Linked DNA regions of Mus musculus: region 2 is linked to region 1. Evidence: chromatin contacts called from public ChIA-PET data. All regions are on one chromosome and are shown on one strand. The core of a region is the stretch at or near the end of the contact, and the rest is flanking DNA. Distances in the headings are between cores, read along the strand shown.

What was found. ChIA-PET counts read pairs in DNA pulled down with a chosen protein or histone mark.
Region 2: an RNA polymerase II ChIA-PET map of effector CD8 T cells shows a contact between it and region 1, with 2.6 times the contacts expected there. The contact joins two enhancer-like sites. A contact is called at or near these places in 4 of 115 datasets of contacts at active chromatin or transcription factors (CD8 T cells, effector CD8 T cells, microglia and 1 more) and 2 of 9 other capture datasets (adipose tissue and pancreatic islet).

The regions. Positions count from the first base shown.
Region 1 is chr8:46,640,167-46,642,866 of GRCm38.p6, reverse strand. No RefSeq gene overlaps it. Among named protein-coding and RNA genes, the nearest start is that of Casp3, 24 kb to the right of the region's middle. Within about 2 kb of position 1,401, at least 98 of the 459 cell types and tissues checked have an H3K27ac peak or open chromatin away from gene starts, as enhancers often do. A contact at or near this core is called in CD8 T cells and effector CD8 T cells, where this site is marked.
Region 2 is chr8:46,780,814-46,783,513 of GRCm38.p6, reverse strand. All of the region lies in intron 1 of Irf2 (interferon regulatory factor 2), which reads right to left. Among named protein-coding and RNA genes, the nearest start is that of Gm31172, 7.4 kb to the right of the region's middle. Within about 2 kb of position 1,418, at least 9 of the 459 cell types and tissues checked have an H3K27ac peak or open chromatin away from gene starts, as enhancers often do. A contact at or near this core is called in CD8 T cells and effector CD8 T cells, where this site is marked.

The DNA of each region.
Region 1 (2,700 bases), core at 152-2,651:
TCACCTCAGGAAATTTTCAGTAATTTTCCATTCCATGGTCTCAAGCAGGAGATGAGAGCCATAGGCATGAGGGGGAAATAAGAGGGGAGGGAGGCAGGGTAAGATGGCGCAGAAATACAGCACCATTCCAGTGTACACACAGTGTTCAGCATCACACCAGTAACCAGGCGGCTCATCCTCACAGATGATAAACTCTGAACACAACCTACTCTGCAAATCCTGTCCTCGGTCCTGTCCTTTGGATCTGCGACAGAGCATGGTTAATCTTCATTGTCAACTTGGCTGGATCTAGAATCACCTAAAAGTATCTCTGTATGTGGGAGGCGCTTCCAGAAAGGATTTAGTGAGGAGAGACCCTTCAATGTGAGTGGCATCATCCCATAACCTGGGGGCCCAGATTGAATAAAACATGCAGTGTATAGACAATGCATGGGACCTATCTGTACAATGTATGGAACCTACCTGTACAATGTATGGAACCTATTTATACAATGTATGGCATGTCCTGGTCTCCCTTTATCTTATCACAAGACCCACCAGGTACAAGGTAATGCTAAAATGTCTCCAGGGGCAAACTGGCCATCATTGCTCTATTATCTTAAATGGAAAAACTCCCTGAAGCCAGAAGAGGAGAATGCCAACCTCATGATTAACACTCTAGATCCCACCAAGAACCACCTCATGATTAACACTCTAGATCCCACCAAGAACCCAAGAAAACAGCTGCTCTTTCCCGTCACCAGGCGGCCTGTGTATCCTGAAACGCCTTGTACCATTTTCAACTCTTCTTCCCAAGTAAATCTATAATCACAAGTTCCCTCAAGTCCAGTATGAGAAACATGATCTCCCAGCCCCCTACTTCCTGCATACAGAAGTCTTAAACTGCTTAGATTCTCCAGAGAGATAGGAGTGACTTCTGATGTTAATAGCAAGTCCCTTTAGCTCACACCTAAGTTTATGCTAACGGTAGGCAGAGCCATAGATCATCTCAGTGAAGGCTGCTGGGACTGGCCCATCCTAGCTCTGACTTCTGGGGAAGTAGAGTTGCTGGGGCCTGAGTTCTAGAAGTCCTGATGAGCTTCAGTTTCCAAGTGGTTGAACAGTTCAGAGTAGGGGTGGGGGTGGGGGTTGAGGGGGGACACTCCAAGAAAACAAGGAGAATCTGTGTCCCTCCCCACCACACCTAGCCCTGCATTTCCACATTCTTCAATCGTATTAGTTAACAAACTGAGTCCTATAACTAAAGAATTCTCCTGAGTTCTGGGAGGGAGTCTAACAGATAATTGACACCAGGAAGGAAGTGGGTATCACAGATTGAATGGAAGGAAAATACCCTATCTACCTACCTTAGTCATGTGCCTTCTTTTCCAAAGTCAACACTTATTTCTTCACTGTAAACTCTGCTTCACTTCTGACTCAGACAAGCCATTTCCGACCACAGACTCTCACAGTTGGGTCTATTGTTCCACAGCTCCCACCGAGGATCAGAAGTCGAGGAGTTAGTTAAGAGGTAACCACGGAACACTACACCTGTTTCTTGGTAGCTGATTCTCCTGGTGTTTGAAATGATCTTTAGAGGTTTACTCCATCTTTTAAGCTGCATTTGGGTTCGTCCCCGCAAAGCAGAAACTAAGTACAAGGGAACCGAACCAAATTGCCACAAATATATTATAACAAAGGGTAGACCACCTTGGGAAATCTCAATTTGTTTATAATATCATTTTCTTAGTGAGTTTGCTTCTCTTTTTAAAGAGGATCATGGGAAGGACTAGCCAAGAAGAGATCTGGTTCACTATGGTTTGGAAGGGAACAAATGGTCACCTTACCCCTCTGAATATGCCATCCATCTCATGAATATTCATGCAACATGTTTTTGTTTGTTTTTTGTTTTGTTTTGTTTTCTGAGACAGGGTTTCTCTGTACAGCCCTGGCTGTCCTGGAACTCACTCTGTAGACCAGGCTGGCCTCAAACTCAGAAATCCACCTGCCTCTGCCTCCCGAGTGCTGGGATTAACCACAGCACATGCTTGGCATGGTGATGCATGCCTATACCTCCAGCACTTGGGCGATACTGTCCAGTCTGGTAGGTGATATCATAATTTATATTCCTCTTATTATGATGGGAGATTGGGTTATCTGAACATAAGGGGTATATGCTCTCTTTGTTTACACTTGCTCTATTCACATACATGGCCCAGTTGATGGTTTTTATCTTGTGTATGTGTAGGCCAGGTGATAATGGGACTGGTATCATTTCTCCATAGCTGAGCACATCAGCCATGCGTTTGCCATGGAGACTAGGCTGGTTGACCAGTGAGCCTCAGGAACTCACTTATCTCCATCACTGCTGGAATTATAAGCGAGCATCACAATTCGGGTTTTTTTTCCTTTTAACATGGATTCTGGGGATCAAGTTCTAGTTCAGGTTCTTGTGCTGGCAAGGAAACTGCTTTACCCAGCTAACTACTCCCAGACCCATAGCTCCAGTTGTTTTCTTTGTACTATCTCAGACCTCTTTATATAGATAGTATGGAAATTACAATGGGCTAGCCTTTTCTCCACACATTAAAGAGCTAGTCTTTAAAGGTTTAATTTCATGTATATAGGTATTTAGCCCACGTGTATGCCTCTGCACCATGTGCATAAAATTCCCAAGGAGGCAAAAAGAGGCAGTTGGGTCCCCTGGAGCTAGTTACAAAA
Region 2 (2,700 bases), core at 169-2,668, 140 kb before region 1:
TAGACTCCTCACCCTGACTGATGTGTGTAAGGACGTCCATGCAGAAGCACAGAGACGGGGAGAAGCGGAGCTGAGAACGACAGCCACCATGGTTTCCAATACCACATTCATTCCGGAGCTTACGAGGAGCTCAGAGCTTCCCGTGCATAGCGTCATTTAGCCTCCCAACAAGCCACCCGGGCAGAGCGTCTCATCTCCATCTTGTACTGGAAGAAATGGAGCCACTTACTTAGCCTGACCTCAGAGGAGCGGCAAGGCTCAAGATCCAATCCAAACCTTTCTGCCTCCAAGGGCCACAGCAAAACCCAGTGTTTCTCAAACCGCTGGTAAAAGCTTGCTAAGGCACTGTGCAATGTGTTTGGGGGTTTTGTTATTGTTTGTTTGGTTTTTTTTTTTTAATTAAGATTGGTATTCTCGCCGGGCAGTGGTGGCACACGCCTTTAATCCCAGCACTCGGGAGGCAGAGACAGGCAAATTTCTGAGTTCGAGGCCAGCCTGGTCTACAAAGTGAGTTCCAGGACAGTCAGGGCTACACAGAGAAACCCTGTCCTGGAAAACCAAAAGAAGAAGAAGAAGAAAAAAAGATTGGCATTCTTGGTTTATGATCAGCAAGTTTAATTTAATTTTAATGGACTGGAGTATAGAATAGAAAATATAAGAAGGTGCTACAAATAGAGTCGACATAATTGCAAGGAACTTCCTCCTATTTCAGACCTCATCATATATGGTGCTGTAGCATCGTTGATACTAATACTGTGGCTGATAAGGTTTAAAGAGAATTGCATTTAGGCTGACCTGACCCTTTAACAGTGTGTGTGTGTGTGTGTGTGTGTGTGTGTGTGTGTGTGTGTGTACGTACGTACGTACGTGTGTAGGCAGGTAGGGAAAGAGGATATTGGCAAGTATAAGGGATAAAAGAAGACAAAAATAAATAAATATATGCATCCTTAGTAACCTGTAAGCTACTAAGAGATAGATGTACAAGAGCTTGCTGACATTTGCATGCACAGGGATATCACCTTCAGAGCTAAGACAATACGCCGTGATGTGTTGAGGAGGAGGTGTTAGATTTCACATTTGGCTGTTTCCTGTGTCTCTGTGGCATTTGTACACATCACTCCACATATTCTGGTGGAAGCCTGACGAAGTAAGTCAACACTGCCAGTCATGAAAACAGAAAGATGGTTTGACATTTGGATGGACATAGAAAAAAATGGCTATTGCTATCTAAACCAATAGAGTGCTGATCCTTTCAAAGTTTTGTTAAACTTCATCTTCGTTTTCTGATTTGCTGTTTTATAAAACTTTTTAAAGATATATGTCAGTTCCATCAAAGAATACACTCCAGGGGGGCTGGAGAAATGGCTTGGAAGTGAAGAGCCGCAACGAGCAGTGTGTAACAGCCATCTATAACTCTAGTTCCAGGAGATCTATGTCCCCCTTTGGCCTCTGCAGGCACTGCACACACGTGGTGTACATACATACCCTCCGGCACACACAAATGCACAGAAAATAAATACAAAGACCATGTTTCAAGCTTGATCAAGTACAGTGCTTACCAAAACAGTATGAGGACCCAGTCCCCAGCATCTGTGTGAAAAGCCAGACATTATAACTCCTCTGTAGCCCCCACACCGGGGAGACAGAGACAGGAGGATTCCTAGGATTAGTGGGCCAGCCAGTCTAGGTGAACCAGCTCTAAGTTCAGTGAAAGATTCTATCTCAAAGATAAAGCAGATAAGGAAGAAAGCCAGGGGCAAACTCTGGTCTCCACATGCACATACACACTGGTGCACACTTACCCACACCTTGCATGCGAGTACACTCATACACACACTCACAGAGAGGCAGAGGCAGAGGCAGAGGCAGAGAGGCAGAGGCAGAGAGGCAGAGGCAGAGAGGCAGAGGCAGAGAGGCAGAGGCAGAGGCAGAGGCAGAGAGGCAGAGAGGCAGAGAGGCAGAGAGGCAGAGGCAGAGAGGCAGAGGCAGAGGCAGAGAGGCAGAGGCAGAGGCAGCACAAGCCACAGCCACCTTTTCTGGTTTGAATCTCTCCCAGTCTCTAAAACAATATTGTGCAATGTTATCACCTGGAGAACTTTGAAGGAAAATTCCCTAACCCCAGCCTAATAAGACTCTCCAGGGCAGGGAACAGGATTCACTTTCATTATCTTAGAGTAATTTCGATATGCCACTAAGTGGGGGGAACCACTGCCACTTAGTGCCCATTAATCTAATGGCCTTCCGCATCCCTGATGGCTGACAAACATCTCCGAATGAGTCATGGGACAGGAGGAGGCTACTGGTGAATGAAGTTCATGACTAATGCGAAACAAATGCACATGAAATTAAAATTCCAAAATGCCTTTATCACAAAGCAGGCTTCCCACGCCGAGAATCACACAAATTAGAGTTTAGTGTACCTGCTTTCTACACAGAATTTTCTGATTAGGTGAGTTCTGGGTCCTTTTGGGAGATATTATATACTACCATAGCAATTTTACAAAAAAACGAAATTGTCTCTGGGCACAGACTACCGTGGTACCTAACGCAGTTTGACTTAGCCTCTGATCATAATGTGTAGTGTTGTGTGACCACCATAAACACACAGCAAAACTGCCTTAGGGTCTCCATATGTATGCTCAAAAGACACTAACATATCGCCAGTTTGGGGTATGACAGGTGACACAGTCATCCCAGAAA